Linked DNA regions of Mus musculus: all the other regions are linked to region 2. The links are chromatin contacts, called in public Hi-C and promoter capture Hi-C maps. All regions are on one chromosome and are shown on one strand. Each heading gives the region's core, a stretch centred on a gene start, on an enhancer-like site or on the middle of the called end of the contact. The rest is flanking DNA. Distances are from core to core; before and after follow the strand shown.

Region 1 (2,700 bases), core at 163-2,662, 150 kb before region 2:
CATCTATATTTTAATTGTTAGTCCAGCAGACCATGGTAGTTCACATCAGCACTTAGGCCATAAAAGAAAGAAGATCAGAAGTTCAAGGGCACACACCCTGGGCTACATAGGGAGTTGGAGGACAGACTGAGCTACAGGAGACCCTGACTCAAAATATAAAAGGAAACAAAATCAGTCTTCTAATAATTCTAAGGTACAAAGGTTTAGTGTATCCCGCACTTGCCGAGCATGCATGAAACCCTGGGTTTGAGCCCACTGTCACAGACAAAAATGTTTGTGATAACAATTCTCATGCCAAGCTAGGGTTGAGAGCTACCTGCTGGGCACGTGCATGGTGCTATTACTTTCCTGGGGCCACCTTCTCAGCTAAGTCTGCTATGAAATCAGTAAGCTTTGCCTTCCTGGAAATTTGCATACAGGTCACTTTTGGAGCTAGATAATGAAGTTCCATGGAAAGAAGGCTCACTCTTGCCTTGCTGGGCAAAAGGATGTTTACCGGGGTCCTTTTTAAAATAATCCCCCACAGCCCCATCCAGCAGAGGGATTCATTCTGGTTACAGGAGGGGCACAAGCCAGTTCAGAGTTTCCTTGTGGGGCTGGAAAACAGAAATTCTTCTGATTTTCCTTGTCCCTAAAGTAAAGCATTTAGAGGGGGGAAAGTACATTAAGAGAAAACTTGAGGGCTGGAGAGATAGCTCAGTGGTTAAGAGCACTGACTGCGGGGCTGGTGAGATGGCTCAGTGGGTAAGAGCACCCGACTGCTCTTCCAAAGGTCCAAAGTTCAAATCCCAGCAACCACATGGTGGCTCACAACCATCCGTAACGAGATTTGACTCCCTCTTCTGGAATGTCTGAAGACAGCTACAATGTACTTACATATAATAAATAAATAAATCTTTAAAAAAAAAAAAAAGAGCACTGACTGCTCTTCCAGAGGTCCTGAGTTCAAATCCCAGCCACCACAGGGTGGCTCACAACCATCTGTCATGGGATCCAACACACTATTCTGGTGTATATCAGAAGACAGCTGCAGTGTACTCATATAAATAATAAATAAATAAATAAATAAATATATAAAAAAAAAGAGTAAACTTGAAATTGCAGAGTCTTTGGTGCAGTGCTGGGCCAGGGGATGGGAGGTGGGGATGGGATTTTGTGAACTTGGGCCTGGGGCTGGAGAAAGGGGAGGGTGAAGGGAAGGGGAGGGGAGGGGAGAGGGAGGGGGAACAGAGCTTCCCTGTAGGTTCAGATTGTTGCTTCAGGTTGGCTGTTCCTACTGGAATTCACCTTTAGAAAGAGGCTTTCTTCCAGCGCTGTTAGTGAAGCGAAGCGAATGCAGAGTGTCTGTAAGGCCTTTCCTTTCCTTTCCGCATGGCTGGGAACTGCAGCGAGTTACTGAGTAACTGACTACGAAGTTAATGTGCCTCAAAGGCCTTTACAGGAGCAGCAGCAGTTTAAAAGCTCTAACGAGGCAGTTAGCCCAAGGCCAAAAACTGGGAGAACCTCGATCCTGGCCTAAAAGATGCCGCCGCAGGGCAGAGAGAAACCAGTCCAATGGATAGAATGCAGCGAGCAGATGAATGAGAAAAATAGGGGTGGGGGTTGGTACAACTTTTAACCTGCCTCCAGTTGCCTCCCTGTAATGGGACTGAGCTGCTGGTGACCCACTTGGACAGGATACAATCAACTTTGTCCCTCTAGTCTGGTATCTATCAGCACAGACTCCTTTCTTTCTTCCTTCCTTTCCTTCCTTCCTTCCTTCCTTTCTTTCTTTCTTTCTTTCTTTCTTTCTTTCTTTCTTTCTTTCTTTCTTTCTTTCTTTGAGACAGGGTGTATGTACCTTTGGCTGTCCTAAACTCACTATGTAGACCAGGCTGGCCTTGAACTCACAAAGATCTGCCTGCCTCTGCTTCCCAAGTGCTGGGACTAAAGGCATGTGCCACTATGTCATGTTATTGAAGAGGTCAGCTCAGCCATTAGAAAATTCCATCGGACATACACACACACACACACACACACACACACACACACACACACACTCACACACACCTTCCTGGAAGAGACAGGTCAGAGAGCACATAGGCCAGAAGGGAGATGTTGAGTAAGCCCCTACTACCTCATTCCCTAAAGACCAATCAGTTTAAAGCACTGATCCACCAATCATATTTTGCCTAGTTGCTGATGCTTTATTCTATCCCTGGAAACCATATAAAAACTTGCCAGAACTTGCCTCCTCTCCTTCAGGTGTGGGCTAACCCCAGTGCATTGGAACAATAAATTCCTCTTGCTTTTTGCATCGATTCTGGCTCTGCATCGTTCACTCAGGGGGTCCCGGGTAAGCTAAGGCTCTTCAGAGTCTTATATAAGCACAGAGTCTTAAACATAGAAGAGTATAAAAAAGAGAGACTATAATTCTCTAGTTCCTCTTATTTTCTGCATCAAACACATCCAGAGATACACTGCTAATTATGTCTCCTCTGAAAACATTCTCACTGAAGCCTTCCCTATTCTCCTGCTTCCGCTGGGAGTTTGGGGTGTCTCAGCTCAGCACTGAAACCCCTCTCTTCTGCACTGATTTGGCTCTATTCGGTGTATTTGCTCTCTTTCATGAGATACAGTCATTTCTTACCATGCTTTATATCTGCATGAGCTGTGAATGGCGCCATATTGGACACACAGGAATTAATACAGTTGCATCTG
Region 2 (2,700 bases), core at 15-2,514:
CTATTTCCTCACTTTGGGCTCCTCCCCTGAAGTAAGCCCAGGGCTTCCTACTCCTGCTGAGCCCTGAGTCCAGACTTTGGAAAAGGAGCCCAGCCAGCCAGAGAAGGGAGGCTGGGCATTTGGCCTGCATCTGGTGTAGATGTGGTCGGTGGGCTCCAGGAGAGAGATGTGGAAGTGAAGAGTGGGTGCTTTTAATCAACACTGACTGTTGTTTGTTCTGAGTTCTTACCATCTGACAACCCCTCCCCTCCCAGTGTGTGTGTGTGTGTGTGTGTGTGTTTGTGTTTCATTTAAGATTTCATTCACATATCCCAGGCTGGTCTCAAACCTGCTCTTGTAGCTTATGGTGGCCTTGAATCCTCCCATCTCCTTGCTTCAACTGGGAAAGCTGGCATTGCGGGTGTATGCCACCACACCAATTTCCATAGCAGGCTTCTTGCAGTTCAGCTCCCTGGATTCTTAATTTAGGTGACTTTGTCTGCTGCTCACTGTACTGTGGATGCTGGTTCCACTGCTTATAAACGGGATAACAGAGGCCCTGCGGGAAGTTAGGGGTTATATATTTAGTTTGGGGGGCTTAGACGGGATTAGGGTGGAGCAAAGGTTGGAAGGGAAACAGGTATACGAGCCCAATAAAACAGAACAAAAGAAAGAAGGAAAGAAAGAGAGAAAGGAAGGAAGGAAGGAAGGAAGCAAGCAAGGACGAGAGAGAACTATGTTAACATACATCACATACGTGCCTGGTGCTGGGGAGGTCAGAGGTGGGCGTTGGATTCCCTGAAATAGAAATTATAGATGATGGTGAGCAGCCACGTGGGTGCTATGAACGGAACTCAAGTCCTCTACAAGAGCAGCAAATGCTCTTAACCACTGAACCATCTCTCCAGCCCCTTGCAGAGGGTTTTCAGTCCAGCTCAGCCTTCTGTTCCCATAAGCCCATGAGGTGGAAGTAAAGTCACTGGGACTGTCACTGGGACCCCCTAGAGGATGAGCAACCCCAAAGGGCAGGGACATGGTTGCTCCTGGTCGCTTACCCCGCACCCAACTTCCTGCAGAGCTTGGAAGACTGCTATGGGTCAGGATCCTCAGGGGAACGGGGTGGGGTGGGGTGGATTGGGGTGGGGTGGGGTGAGAAGCCCTAGGTGCGATAGGGGAGCGGGCACCAAGGGGCGGAGAACCGCGGAGCCCTCCCTGAACAAAGACTGGGTGGGCGGCGGCTTGAGTCTCCGCACCCCGCCTCCCGCAGCGCCGGCTGAGCACAGACCTAAAGCGAGGCGGGTCGAGCGAGCATGGCGGGGGCTCGGGCGGCGTTGCTACCACTGCTCCTGCACCTCGGGAGCCTGGCGCTGGCCGCGCGGGGTGAGTCGGAGCGTCCTGGGTGTGCCCCAACTTATGGCTCAGCCCAGCAGACCGTCGGACCGGGCCAGACCACTTCTCCATCCCCGCCTGGGTTGCGCGTCGCTGGCCGGCCTTGGTGCTCTCTCTCCGTCCTCCCCGTCGGTGGGCGAGCAGGGTGGGGGCAGGGCGGCCAGACAGGGATTGCTGAACTGGGCCGGGTCCTTCTGTGGTCCCTGCCAAGGAGTCCTAAGTAGCGGTGAAGCAGAGGCTGTCCTGGCATCTGAGTATCTGAAGTTAATTATTTGTATTGAGGAGAGGGGGAGGGGAGCGCTCTCTGTGGGAAATGACTTAGTCCTGTCCGGCTTGCACTTATGGTTGGTCTCTGCAAAAGCAGAGTAGGAGGAGGGTAAGGGGAAACCTGAAGACAGTTTCTGGGGAGCAACCAGATTCGTGCCACTTCCAGGACTTTCTGCAGATCTTCCAGGAAAAGGGACTGAGCCTGTCTTCAGCTGGGGATCCAAGAGGACACCCTGAATGGCTCCTCGGCCCCCTCCGTTGTGCCTGCTTAAGCAAAGCGGGAGGAGCTGGTTGGGTGCTGGGGCTTTAAGGGTTGGGTCGCTAGAGGAGGTCACGCTTGGGGTTTCAGATACTGAGACCCCGCCCGCGAGCATCATCCTTGTGGATGGAAGTTGGGCAGGGAGACCATGTCAAGACAGTGCCAATTTCTGGGGACAAGGTGAGAACAGAATGCATGGGATGCTGGTGGTGTGAAGGTAGACCGGCTGGGACCTGTGGTGGGGAGAGCTGTATGGCGGTGGGGTGGAAAGCTGGGCAGTGCTGTGGTGACAGATGAAGTCTTAACTTGCTGCTTGGCGCCTTGTGCTGTGGAGAGAGGACAGACTGCAGTAGGAGACTTTCTCTTCAGCTTCTGTGAAGACAGTGGGATGGGGGTGGGGGTGGGGGAGGCCGTGGATTATGAGACAACTGAGGGAAACCAGAGACTGGTGGGAACTAAGGGATACCGGAGAGTAGCACTGAACCCCAGAGTTGGGGTGGCATTTATTGAGCCCCGGAAATTGGGCTGGAACGTCCTCCTCTTTATGGTGACAGTAGAAAGAAAGGAGCAGGTGACATCCCCCTGCTTCGCAGGCCTAGTGTCCCTGGGAGAAAGACTTTCAGTTACTCCAGCTCTTCCTGATTGAGTTGCCGCTGTGAGAAAGAAAGGCCAGACATCTCCTTCAGCCCCTTTCTTGGTCAGCACTTCTGGGGACCCTTCCACTCCATGATGTCTGTGGCCGGTGCCCTCGCCTCTACCTTCCTGCCTTGAGAGTGGGCATAAGGTGAAGAGAAATGTAGCTGGGC
Region 3 (2,700 bases), core at 51-2,550, 200 kb after region 2:
GGCAGGGTGAGAGTGGGAATGTGAAAAAAACAGCTTCTGAAGTGGAAACGTAAGGGTTCTTGGAAAGTCAGCTGGATGGTGTTTTGCTGGGGCAAACATGTGAAGGAACATTTAGCTGAAGTGGACACAGGTGAAAGGCTCTGACAGACTCATAAAAGAACATTTGGCTGAAGCAGACACAGGAGAGAGGATGTTCTGCTAAAGCAAGCATGGGAAAGGACACGAGATAAAGGATCCTTCACTAACGACACACATGTATTATTGGTTCGCCTTACATTGCGTAGTTGAGCTGCATTTTTCGGGATTCCATAAAAAGAAACACACCAAAAAGTTTCTGGTAGTGTGCTACAATTTCTTGCTGCTTCTGTGAACTTAGGCTGATTGGCAGAGTGCTGTCAGCTGAGACAAGACACGTGCTGAGGTAAGACAAGTGGAGGACACGTGATGTTTGAAGGGAATATAAAAAAGACTCAGTCGACAGTGACGGAGGCTGAGCTAAGCTTGCTTATAGAACTAACGGCTGAGGCACAGCAGAGAACTTCTCCTGGAGTTCCCGTTGACCTTGGTCCCTCCGGCTGACTAGTACATGCCGCGAACTGCCCTCAGTCGGGCCCCCCCCTCAATTCGAGGGAGTGGTACAGGTGGGCAGGAGTCAGCAAAAAGTGACAAACAAATACGGACACAAGGGAGTGTGCTGTATCTGAATGTAATTTCAAAGTGAGCATCAGTCTTATAATACAGAAGAAAAACCAGAAAGGTAGGTGAATACATCTGCCTAGGTACATTGAGATGCATTATGGTACTTTACACAAAACAAAGAAAATGCATACATAAAAAGCTGGGGGAGGGGGGAGCCAGGCAGTGTTTACAACTGAGATAGGAACAGCCCTTAAGATCAGCTAAACACGCCTTTAATCCCAGCACTTGGGAGGCAGAGGCAGGCGGATTTCTGAGTTTGAGGCCAGCCTGGTCTACAGAGTGAGTTCCAGGACAGCCAGGACTACACAGAGAAACCCTGTCTCGAGGAAAAAAAAAAATCAGCTAAACACAGGAGCCAGGTGATTCGTCTGATGCAATGCTAGTCTACTGTTAAACCCATCACTAGGGGTCCCTTAGTATACGATATTCCTCTGGGCCTAGTGAAAAACATGCACCAGGGGAATTCCGTTCTACTGACCCTTTCATGAATAATACTTCAGTTCCTCCTAAAACCACAACCCACCTTCTTCCTAGGCCATTGTAAATTCCTGTGTATGGGAGTGACTCAGCTATCTATTGTTCTAAGTATTATGTAGACTAGTCCTGAGATTATTAGCTCTATTCTAGTGAATCGTAATGCCTGATTTCTTTCACTGTCTCCCTTACAGTACTAGAAGCAATTCTGAATGTTACTGAATAGGTAACATTCTTACTGAATTCCAAGCCCAGGGTTGGCTCAAGGACTACCTAGGACATTGGAACACTGGTGGAGGCTAATCTAACTTAGCTATATGTCAAAATCAATCCTTAAAGTCACTTATAATAAAACAATACTGAGGGAAAGCACACAGATCCGTTCACCGACTAAGGCAAGGACAGATTTGGAGCGTTCATTTTACAGGATGCCACGGTTCCAGGAGACTAAGTTTCCATGAAATTTTCACCTCAGGACTACGTCCAGGCTTTTGGGCCTGTCATGAGAGTCACTACTGGAGTGGGTGTGGCAGTAAGGAGGCTGAGGCCTGGCCATCTCTGCTGTGTAGTGTCACCACTGCAATTTGTGTTTGCTATCCCAACTTTACCAAACTGAACTGCTGGTGAATCCATGAAATGTTTACGAGTGAATCGAACTGCCACTGCTAACCTGTGAACTAAACTACTCATTTCCTGACAACACAGACAGGAGTTGCTCCAAAGAACCTTTCTAAACAGGACCGCTTTCCCCATATCCTTTTGTTTTCCACTACCTCTGGTGGGTGCTGGGCTATAAGGGAGGTTAAAGTGTTTAAGAACCATCATTAAACGTAGACTTTAAAATGTTACAAACTGCTATGAATATTTATGAATGGAAGTGTTCATAGCAACTTATCACCCAAACTGGAAACAGCCCAGATGTCTTTGGACAGATGAGCTAATAGACTGTTTCATCCACAGTGAATCCCATTCGGAAACAAACAGGAACATGGTTGTTGATTTGAGCAACACATGAAGCGAAAGAAGACAGAAATCAAGACAGCTGATTCTGTGTAGAGAGATGTCCCTTCTTTCTCCAACATGGGAGTTCTCCGCAATCTATGAACATTGTTGAACTCTGATATAAAGGAGTCCCAGAATTGCTTACTCATACCCCATAAGAAACAAATTATCAACTAAAGCACAAAGTTTCCAGATACTTCTTTTGGTAGCTACCCAGTCAGTACACTGTTTCCCAAAGTCACTCGGGTTGGCTTTCTTCTTCTCCACTTTCCTTGATGTCATTCATTTGTCAAAAGTCACACCCTGGCTTACCTCACAATCCAGGTAAGACAGACTTTTTTTTTTCTTCCCTTTATATACAGTGAAACTCACTCTTTGTGGGATACAACACATCCTTTTTGAACATTTGTTTATCTTTGTGCATGTGTGTGTGCATATGCCACAATGTATGGAAGTCAGTAGGTAGCCTTTGGGAATTGATTCTCCACCATTAGGTCCTGGAAAATGAACCTAGATTGGCAGAGT

What was found. Promoter capture Hi-C pulls out the DNA fragments that hold promoters and counts their contacts. Hi-C and Micro-C count contacts between places; a contact is called where the count stands out from the background.
Region 1: a contact with region 2 is called in a Hi-C map of liver, with 2.5 times the contacts expected there. The contact joins the enhancer-like site here to the promoter of Kcp in region 2. A contact is called at or near these places in 13 of 39 promoter capture datasets (the C10 cell line, the HPC-7 cell line, cranial neural crest and 8 more), 4 of 15 datasets of contacts at CTCF or cohesin (CD8 T cells, the G1E-ER4 cell line, the NIH/3T3 cell line and 1 more), 42 of 484 Hi-C or Micro-C datasets (the AML12 cell line, the AtT-20 cell line, B cells and 25 more), 5 of 115 datasets of contacts at active chromatin or transcription factors (CD8 T cells, embryonic stem cells and stem cell-derived neural progenitor cells) and 3 of 9 other capture datasets (adipose tissue, liver and pancreatic islet).
Region 3: a contact with region 2 is called in a promoter capture Hi-C map of embryonic stem cells, with 2.2 times the contacts expected there. The contact joins the enhancer-like site here to the promoter of Kcp in region 2. A contact is called at or near these places in 10 of 39 promoter capture datasets (the HPC-7 cell line, cranial neural crest, embryonic stem cells and 3 more), 6 of 484 Hi-C or Micro-C datasets (the G1E-ER4 cell line, the HL-1 cell line, embryonic retina and 1 more), 3 of 115 datasets of contacts at active chromatin or transcription factors (embryonic stem cells and large pre-B cells) and 2 of 9 other capture datasets (embryonic stem cells and pancreatic islet).

The regions. Positions count from the first base shown.
Region 1 is chr6:29,659,568-29,662,267 of GRCm38.p6, reverse strand. No RefSeq gene overlaps it. Among named protein-coding and RNA genes, the nearest start is that of Gm30896, 15 kb to the left of the region's middle. Within about 2 kb of position 1,412, at least 19 of the 459 cell types and tissues checked have an H3K27ac peak or open chromatin away from gene starts, as enhancers often do. A contact at or near this core is called in liver and pancreatic islet, where this site is marked.
Region 2 is chr6:29,506,516-29,509,215 of GRCm38.p6, reverse strand. Kcp (kielin/chordin-like protein) reads left to right here and starts at 1,264. Exons shown (of 38, transcript NM_001029985.4): 1 at 1,264-1,359. The coding sequence starts at 1,290. Gm26627 (a long non-coding RNA gene) reads right to left here and starts at 2,044. Exons shown (of 3, transcript XR_868831.3): 1 at 1,265-2,044; 2 at 329-777.
Region 3 is chr6:29,307,186-29,309,885 of GRCm38.p6, reverse strand. No RefSeq gene overlaps it. Among named protein-coding and RNA genes, the nearest start is that of Fam71f1, 11 kb to the left of the region's middle. Within about 2 kb of position 1,300, at least 27 of the 459 cell types and tissues checked have an H3K27ac peak or open chromatin away from gene starts, as enhancers often do. A contact at or near this core is called in the HL-1 cell line, embryonic stem cells and trophoblast stem cells, where this site is marked.